Regions from separate parts of the Mus musculus genome. Here region 1 is linked to region 2. A link is a contact called in public HiChIP or PLAC-seq data. All regions are on one chromosome and are shown on one strand. Each heading gives the region's core, a stretch centred on a gene start, on an enhancer-like site or on the middle of the called end of the contact. The rest is flanking DNA. Distances are from core to core; before and after follow the strand shown. Region 1 has its middle 29 kb from the start of 4930556I23Rik. Region 2 overlaps Mgat4a (mannoside acetylglucosaminyltransferase 4, isoenzyme A).

What was found. HiChIP or PLAC-seq counts read pairs in DNA pulled down with a chosen protein or histone mark.
Region 1: a contact with region 2 is called in an H3K27ac HiChIP or PLAC-seq map of microglia, with 2.2 times the contacts expected there. The contact joins two enhancer-like sites. A contact is called at or near these places in 4 of 115 datasets of contacts at active chromatin or transcription factors (the 230-238 cell line, the HPC-7 cell line, bone marrow-derived macrophages and 1 more) and 4 of 9 other capture datasets (adipose tissue, bone marrow-derived macrophages, liver and 1 more).

The regions. Positions count from the first base shown.
Region 1 is chr1:37,582,860-37,587,931 of GRCm38.p6, forward strand. No RefSeq gene overlaps it. Among named protein-coding and RNA genes, the nearest start is that of 4930556I23Rik, 29 kb to the right of the region's middle. Within about 2 kb of position 3,487, at least 197 of the 459 cell types and tissues checked have an H3K27ac peak or open chromatin away from gene starts, as enhancers often do. A contact at or near this core is called in the 230-238 cell line, the HPC-7 cell line, adipose tissue and 2 more, where this site is marked.
Region 2 is chr1:37,494,230-37,499,071 of GRCm38.p6, forward strand. It overlaps Mgat4a (mannoside acetylglucosaminyltransferase 4, isoenzyme A), which reads right to left. Exons shown (of 16, transcript NM_173870.3): 3 at 4,344-4,511; 4 at 1,644-1,784. It overlaps Gm39627 (a long non-coding RNA gene), which reads right to left. Exons shown (of 2, transcript XR_001778883.2): 2 at 4,808-4,842. Among named protein-coding and RNA genes, the nearest start is that of Gm39627, 6.9 kb to the right of the region's middle. Within about 2 kb of position 1,667, at least 89 of the 459 cell types and tissues checked have an H3K27ac peak or open chromatin away from gene starts, as enhancers often do. A contact at or near this core is called in the 230-238 cell line, the HPC-7 cell line, adipose tissue and 2 more, where this site is marked.

The DNA.
Region 1 (5,072 bases), core at 2,237-4,736, 90 kb after region 2:
CACAACTGAAAGCAACACACACAGTATTTTTCTGTGGGTTTTAGGATGTATCCACACTCCCGAACTTCCTTTCCCTGAAGCACCCCTCAGTTTACTCTGAAGCATGGTTTGAGTCCCAAGGCCAGTGTCAACTTTCTACCAAGTCTCAATGGCAAAAGTCTGTTTTAATCTGCTCAGACTAATGTAGATCACATAGATGGCTTATAAACAACAGAAATTCTTGTTTCACAGTTCTGGAAACTGAAAGTCCAAGATCAAGGGTCTAGCAGATTGAGTGTCAGATAAAGCCTGAGTTCCATAGATGGTATCTTCTTCTTGCTGAATTCTCACCTGGTGGAAGAGTGGAGAGAGTTTGCATTACATGCACACACATGCATGCACATATACATGTGCATACACATACATACACATGCATACACACATCCACATCCACACATGTGCATGCACATGCACACACATGTGAACACATGTGCACACATGCGAACACATGTGCACACATGCTCGCTTACATGCACATACATCCACATGCATACATGCGTGCACATCCACATATGCACATATATGCACATCTGCACGTATACATCCACATTCACACACACATATACACATGCACACATACACACACGCACGAACGCACACACACATCTCTGAGGGCCCCACCTTCATAACCTAGCCAGTTCTAACGACCTCATTTATAATCCCATCCCACCAGAGGCTACATTTCAACGCATGAGTGTGAAGAATGGGCATCAACATTCAGAACCTGCTCTGCCTGTTTCTACCACCAGACTTGTTTAATGTCTATGTCCTGTGAATCAAGACCCTCTTAACACAGTACCTCCTCCCTCATTGCTTTCCTCCTTCCCAGTGCACACCCAGAACCTAGTTCTTGGGTGAACTTAAAGAGCTATGTCTCAGGAGTATGTCTGCGCTTTCTGAGCTCCAGAGAATGAAGATCTAACTGTTGGGTTTTGGAAACACCTGGTCACTGGGTCCTGGCCAGGTGCTCCTGAATGCTGTCCATTGTGTCCTTGGGGAGACATGAAAACTGTGCCAGGACATGTGCCTGGTTTTTCTTCCAGCAGCCAACCCTACCTTTTCCGGTCACGTTAAAAATACGTCTGAAACACCTGCCCACTTGCTGCAGCTTTCGCTGGCCCCACCTTTGGTAAATACACAGCTGCCACCACCCCTCTCTCTCTCCCCCCAGCTTGCTCTCATTGATTATTTCTGAATCGCGGACTCTCTGACAGCTTGGCTATGCCCAGGAAGGCGCTGATTTGCCTCTTTATGGAAGCAGTGTGATTCTTGGATTGTGACCCTCTCTGGTATAAAGGATCAGAAAGGACTTTGGGGTTTAGCTGCTGGCACAGGGCCTCCTGGAAAAACGTCAGGCACCCTTGGAGGTGTTTAAATAGTGCTGACAGGAAAGGACATCCACCACAGATTTATAATCTGTACCTTGCTAGGGGCCAAGACCAGCACAATGTACAAGGAATCAGTTGTTTAAACTAAGCAGGAAACAGATGCTTTCTGTTAAGCTGCTTATTATCAAAGTACCTGTCAAGCATCCCGTGGTTAGAATGTCTCTGGGAAGCTAGGAGAACTCCAGGTACCTGGCCTGCTCTCCTGTCAAACCCTACATCCCCGCACTGGGCAGTTTCCTTCTGGCATGGAAGAACTACATGTTTCCCCATGGGATGAGAGGCTTTGGGAAGAATCCTATAGGGATGAAGTTTGGTTGCAATAAAGGTGGAAGACCCATGACAACAAGTGTTGTATGTATTTGAGTAACTTCATGTGGGAGCACTGGTAGGTGTGTGTGTACCTGTGTGTGTGTGCATGTATGTGTGTGCATGTGTATGTGTGTGTGTATGTGTACATGCATATGTGTATATGTGTGTGCCTGTGCTTGTGTATGTGTTTGAATGTGCTTGTGTGTGTATGTGTGTATATGTATGTGTTGTGTCTGTCTGTATGTATATGTGTATATGTATGTGTGCCTGTGTATGTGTGTGTGCATGTGCTTGTGTGTTTATGTATGTGTGTATATGTGTGTGTGTGCATGTGCTTGTGTGTTTATGTATGTGTGTATATGTGTGTGTTTGTGTATGTGTGTGCATGTGTGCTTGTATATATGTATGTGTGCATATGTGTATATGTGTGTACCTGTGCTTGTGTGTATATATGTGTGTATATGCTTGTGTGTGTATGTGTGTACATGTGCTTGTGTATGTATGTATATGTACGTGTATGTGTGCATGCATAGTCATGGGAAAGCATACAAAGCATTCCTTTTGAGCTGTGTACCAACTTCCAACCAATATGAATGAACTTTTACCTTCCTCCAAGCTGGCTTAGGACCACAGAGGGAATTGGCTTTGTTCCTCTACTCTAGTGACGCCACCCCTTGCCCCTGAGTATTTCCAGTCCCATAGCCACTATCCACTAGAGCAGTGGGAGGGCTCAGCGAATGCATTTTCTTATGGCCATTGCTCACCAACCTGTTTATGAAAGAGGTTTGAGGCGTGACAGCCAGTAAATCTCAGTGTTGCATAAGGACAGACACTTGTTCTCGCAGTATATTTGAAGCCACTGTTGGGGGTGCCACTCAGGACTCTCCAGAGAAACAAAACCAGGAGCAGAGACACACTTGTGAAGATGCACGCATACACAGAAATACCCTCTCCTCTGTCTGTTGTGAGCTTAAGTCCTGACAAATCCATTGCAAGTTAAAAATAAATACCAAGTTTAAAAAAAAAAAAAAGAAAAGCATTCAATACATCCAGCCTAGCCCACCATGCTTGGTCACTTAATAGTCTGCAGCATGGCAAAGGTATCCACCATCAAGCTTACCCTGCAACTGACTGTCACAGGAACCATCCTGAAGTCGGCCTGTGAGAACAGAATGGGTATGTAGATACTCACCATTAAAACTCGCCACTGGAAGCACACTGGGTCTGCAGACTAAGAGAAACATTACATTCAAAGGAGAGCTGAGTGACAGGCACACCGGAAGTACTGAGTCATCGGTTCCCGGCTGGAACCTGCTCACCGTGCCAAGACTGCATTGCCAGCCTAGGGCTGGAAGAAAACCCAAACCTGAAGCGTGGTTTCTACTGAGTGACTGACTGTCTTTGTACCACAATGAAGTTGGGACTGCAAAAGCTGAACCATCGCAAACCCAGGACAGTGTGTCTGTGCAGTGTGGAGGTCTGCGGTCAGCTGTGGGGTCACGTGATTCTGAAGGCCCAGAAGGCTCCTCCATGTGCCATCTGTCAGTTGGAACAGAAAGGCTCATGGCACAGTTCAGAGGTATGAGCTGGAGAGCCAAAGGCATAAGTTCTACTTGGGTTGAAGTCTTGAGAAGCAGAGGCCCAGAAAAAGAGGAAAGACCGATATCTTCTCACAGAAGCCTGCTGTGCGGAAATTCCCAGAGCCTCAGTCATACCCTGGCATGCTGCCGCTGCAGCTGCATTTTCTGCTGGTTTCGCTTCCTCTTTCTCTTTAACCTCACAATATAGCTGCTAGCCTGGTCTCTGTATGGGAGGGGTCTGCATTCTGTGAGCCTAATTCAACAGTACATGCTGAGTACTTAGCCTTTGGCAGATGACACGTAAGACACATCAAAACAATCATCCATCATGATCAAGTAGGCTTCATCCCAGGGATGCAGGGATGGTTTAACATAATCCACTATATAAGCCAACTCAAAGACAAAAACCACATGATCATCTTGTTAGATGCTGAGAAAGCATTTGACAAAATCCAACAACCATTCATGATAAAAGTCTTGGAAAGATCAGGAATTCAAGGACCATAACTAGACATAATAAAAGCCATGTACAGAAAACCAGTAGGCAACATCAAACTAAATGGAGAGAAACTTGAAGCAATCCCACTAAAATCAGGGACTAGACAAGGCTGCCAACTTTCTCCCTACCTATTCAATATAGTACTTGAAGTCCTAGCCAGAGCAATTAATTAATTTTTAATTAGCAATTAAAAAGAAGATCAAGAGAATACAAATTGGAAAGAAAGAAATCAAAATATTTTGCAGATGATATGATAGTATATATAAGTGACCCTAAAAATTCCACCAGAGAACTCCTAAACCTGATAAACAGCTTCAGTGAAGTAGCTGGATATAAAATTAACTCTAACAAATCAGTGGCCTTTCTCTACACAAAGAATAAACAGGCTGAGAAAGAAATTAGGGCAACAACACCCTTCACAATAGGCACAAATAATATAAAATACCTTGGTGTGACTCTAACTAAGCAAGTGAAAGATCTGTATGATAAAAACTTCAAGTCTCTGAAGAAAGAAATAGAGGAAGAACACAGAAGATGGAAAGATCTCCCATGCTCATGGATTGGCAGGATTAATATAGTCAAAATGGCTATCTTGCCAAAAGCAATCTACAGATTCAATGCAATCCCATCAAAATTTCAACTCAATTCTTTACTGAGTTAGAAAGGGCAATTTGCAAATTCATGTGGAATAACCAAAAGTCTAGGATAGCAAAAACTATTCTCAACAATAAAAGGAACTCTGGTGGAAGCACCATGCCTGACCTCAAGCTGTACTACAGAGCAATTGTGATAAATAAATAAATAAATAAATAAACCAAAAAAACTGCATGGTACTTGTACAGCAACAGACAGGCAGATCAATGGAATAGAACTGAAGACACAGAAATGAACACCTATGGTCACTTGTTCTATGACAAAGGAGCTAAACTATCCAGTGGAAAAAAAGACAGCATTTTCAACAAATGGTGCTGGCACAACTGGTGGTTATCTTGTAGAAAAATGTGAATTGATCCATTCTTATCTCCTTGTACAAAGCTCAAGTCTAAGTGGATCAAGGAACTCCACATAAAACCAGAGACACTGAAACTTATAGAGGAGAAAGTGGGGGAAAGCCTCGAAGTTATGGGCACAGGGGGAAATTTCCTGAATAGAACAGCAATGGCTCGTGCTGTAAGATCGAGAATTGATAAATGGGACCTCATAAAATTGCAAAGCTCTGTAAGGCAATAGACACTGTCAATAAGACAAAAAGGCCAC
Region 2 (4,842 bases), core at 417-2,916:
AAGTTCTAAAGAAAGTAGCTAACAGTGTCCTATACACATGAGAGTTTCTATATCTAGCCCCCAAAGGACGGATGCCTCTCCTCAACAAATATTTCTTGAATTAATAATTTAAAAACAAAAGTTAATCTGAATGGGCTAGCATAAGACACACAACTTCTATAGGAAGATCATACGTTGTTTTAAGTTGTTTATAAGACATAAAGATAGAAGAACCAAGGGAGATGGATGCAGAGGCTTAGTAATATCGTTAACATCGAAACATGGTAACATAGTAACATGGTAACATAGTAACTAATAACGTCATAACAGCTCAAATGACCAGAGATAAAGAGAAAGGTGCTTAAGGTATCCAGAGTTGTGGATCCAACTCTGTGGAGGAGAGCTGGTCTAGCATGCACGAGGCCCTGGGTACAAACAGGAGAACTACACAAAGGAAAAGCCAGGTAAGGAACCCACGGGCTGGAGAAACAGCTCAGCCCCAAAGAGCACCTGCTGCTCTTGCAGAGGACCTGGGTTCTATTCCCAGCGCCCATATGGTGGCTCACAACCACATCTAACCCCAGGTCCAGGACAGCCAATGCTCTCTACGAGTTCTGAGGGTGGCAGTCCTGCTATCCCATGGGATGGGGTTCAACACATAAAGTTAAATCCAAAAAAAATTTAACACAAAAATGAAATTCAATCTGGCAAGGCACACACCTGAAATCCCAGTGGGGGGAAGGGAAGGGAAGCTTGGCCTACATAGTGAGACCTCATTTTTTAAAAAATCCCCAGACAACAACAAAGGCAGAAGAATTTTAGTATCTCTAGAATTATTGTTTCCCCAATTGTAATATTTTCATCTCTACATTTTAAATCTATGAAGAAAAAGTCCACCTAAAAAGTCCAAGTTCAATTAAGTCAAAAATTTTAAAGTCTCGTAAAAATGAAACACTAGAAATATTAAGTAGCTAAAAGGTCCTCGGAGGAGAATTCCAGGACTGCTTAGGCAGGAAAAGCATAGCAATAGCAGGTGTTCCCACATGGGATGCTCCTGAGAGCAATGTTCTGCCTCTACATGTCCAGGGGAAGGCGGAGCAGACTGAAGACAAACCCCTAAGGCAGGATTGTGAAGAGCCATTAATGCCAGACTCAGACATGGGGGAGGGGTCATCTCTCTACCTCCCCATTTTTAAAACAGAAAGCTGACAAAGGTTCAAGGTTTATCTGCCTGAACTACATGTGTACTGATCCTGTTTAGATATATGGAAAAGATGTCCATATCATTTCAATAAGCAGATTGCACTAAGCCCCAAGATGCTGTGCAGATATTAAATATATCAATAAATTATATATTATAATTTAACAACCACAATTTAATAATTTAATACCACCAATAGTTATATATTTTAATATTGTTACTATAATAACTTAAATACAAATATATTAAGTATGCTAATATTGATATGCTAATGAGATGAATTAATATGATAATATCAATATTTATTTTCTTTTTAATTATTGAATCTAATATAGTAATTATGTTAATATATTAAATATGCACGTATATTTAATTTTACTCCTTTGTCCTGCTAGACATCTTCCTAGTGGTCAATCAACCCCTCCAAACCACAGTTCCAATAGCAGGCGCACAGTGAACACACCTCCCGTTCTTCCACTGCCAATCTGTACGGCGGGCTGAAGGCTTCTTTCATTTTGCAATAGATGAGGCAAATGATAATAAATACTTGGCACTCGAAGTGATTTTTTGCTTGTCAACTCTTTTAGAAGCTTTATGGTATTATCTGAAACACAGAAAGACAATTTAAGTGGCAGGAACCCCTTACCTTCCGGAAGTTGCTGCCGATTCTCTTTTGAAAATTAACTGAGAACACAGGAGAAACAGCCAGGCAGGCACTAACTACGCAGCAGTCTAGAAAGGAAGTTGCAGCAAGCACACTGGCCACAGCTCAATTTCACTTTCCTGTCTTCTTCTCTTTTCTTTCCTAAAGACAGGTTGTTGATATATACAGCCCACGTGGTCTCAAATCTTCCATGAAGCCATGTTCTTCCATGCCAGGCATGTGCCTGTCCTTCCTAACTTTCATTTTCTTTATGCACTAGCATTTCATCAAACTTTTATATAGAAGATAGATTTCCCTAAAATAGTCACTGAAAATATTTAGAAGTTGGGAACGCTCAGTACGTGTCAATCTAAAAGTGGTTTCCGTTTCATCCAGAGGAGTGGATGAGCCACTGAACAGAGTACAGAGTAAAAATTTCTGTTAATTAGACAATAGTGCTGTCAATTTTCATTCAACTGAGATTTCACCTTCTAAACAAGGCAGTCAGCATTATGGACTTGTGGCCACAATGCCATGAAAGATATGACATGAGGGACGGAGAGACAGGCTCAGTGGTGACAGTACCGGCTGCTCTTTCAGAGGTCCTGGCTCACATGTGCCAGGAGCTCTAACACCCTCCTCTAGCTTCCCTGGGCGCCTCTCAGATGTGGTACACAGACATAATGCAGACAAAAACATCCATATCAAACCCACAAAAATACATCACATCATAGATAAAATTAAACTTGAATTCCACGTGAGAAGAATCAGTAAGTTACAATACCCTATTCCACTCCAGCAAGCAGCAGCCCTTTGAAGGATGCTGTCAGTCACGGTGTGATGCCTGTCCTAGATAGTCAGCAGGATCAAAGGCCCTAACACAGTCTGTCCTGTGACTCAGTCGTTTCCTCTCCATGATTTTAGCTTTCACTCGTTCCACAAATACCTAATTGCTTTCTGTCTTGTTCCAGAAATGGTGTGTTTGGAAATCGCCTGCCATCAAAACATAATCTAATGAAGATCACAAGGGCTGCCAGAAATGTAACCAAACGCTTCGCAAAAATGTCTCTCACAGAGCTGTGATTTGGAAGGGCAAAAGTGACCCAGGAAAACATTCATTTGCTAATTATAGAAGGAAATGCTTCATTTGCTGTGGTCTATGATTAGCACATTAGCTAGAAAAGTATTTCAGTTGGTGTGGGGAGTACACACGGCTAATCCTAAGCACTTGCAAGGCTGAATCGGGAGGCTCACAAGTCTGAGGCCAGCCTGGGCTACATAAGTTACTTCTTGAACAGCCTGTGCCATAGAGTAAAATCTTAGACCATTAAAATAAAATTTTAATGCAAATAGTATTTTGAAGAATAATGACGTCAGACACTGTGGTGTGCACCTTTTATCCCAGCCCTCTAATGCCCAAGGGAGGTGGATCTCTGTGAGTTCCAGCCCTGTCTGGTCCACATAGCAAGTTCCAGGGCAGCCAGAGCTACAGAGCAAATCATTGGCTTAAAAACCAAACAAACAAAATGACAAGGTAAAAATGCTCAATAGTATAATTTCAAGGAGTAAACATTTGTTTTAAAAAGACTAAAATGAAACAAACAAACAAAAAAAAGAGTTCACAGAAATCCCTGGGCGATTTCCTTTCAGCTGCATCGGCCTGTAATTGTAAATGCTACATAGTGACAAAATACACCAGCATCCTCAGTAGGAGAGGGAGAAACACAAAACTTTAACACTGAGGGCCAGTGTTGATACCAAGATGAAAGGCATCCCTGCCTGGCTCTGTTTAGAGACCATGAAACTGAGTCTAAAGCACCGATGTAGAAGGAGCCCCGGAGCCCAGGACACTGGTATAAAAACAGGGAACAACTCGATCAGGAGAGGCAGGACACCAGTGACCAGAATCCCCAAGGAGGGAATACTCAGATACTTTCCAGGTATGCACTGTAACCCAGGCTTCTTCCCTAGTATCACTCAGATGCAAGAACAAGGACTGTTCAAGCAGCTTACAGATTCCCCAGGAGCCATCTAAGATCAAGCATTGGTTATATCATAAGCATGCTGAAATAAAAGTTAAAATTTATTTATTTTACAACATTTATTCGTGTGCATGTGTGTATATGTTTGTAGGTCAGAGGACAATGTGGGAAGGGATTCAGCCTGTACACCGTGTGGGACCTGGGAATTGAACTAGGGTTGTTAGGCTTGGCATCAAGCTGATGTGACCCACTGAGCCATCTCGCTGACCCCAAAATTAAAATTGAATCCCATGTGACCGCTTTGAAAAGATACAGGCTCTTCGCTACGACTGATAAAAATGTATGCGACTGAAATGTAACAGTGCATATCAAAATCATATCCAGCAATGAATAAAAGTGCATTTATAATCCACCAGAATGGCAAATGTTAAGATCTTTCTTCCTGAAAAGGGCAACATGTGCTGGCTGCTAAACTATTCACAAACCTCGCAGGTCCTGTTCCATACAAATCTGTGAACACGTACACCTTTTAAAGTACCTGAGATTGTACTCAGAGCTGTCTTACTTCCATTAGTCTCTGCTCCAGCTCTGCGGAACTGCTGGACAATGGTGTTTAGCTCCGAGGAGCGCTGAGATATCCTATGCTCGGCCACTCGAAGACGCTCTTTTAGAGCAAGGAATTCTCGTTGATAAGCAATTAGTTTTTCTAGAGGAAAAATGAAAAAAGAAACGATTAGTATCCTTTGTCTTTTAGTATATGTATTTAAAATAAAATAATACACTGTTCCACCTTACGGTAGGAGGCTAGGCATGCCTCCTGGAGGGGAAGGCAGTACTGCCGTTTTCCCAAACCAATTATAATTTCTAACTGTCCCTCTTCACCCCTCATCAAAGAAGTTTCTTGTGGTAACAGAAGTAAACTATTATAGTCAAATATGCTCAAAATACAAAGAACAAATGACAGCGGTCAAAACGATGGTGAGAGCCAGTGGAGAAGAGAACCTGCTGCTAATGTCTTCTAAATGTGACAAGGAGGC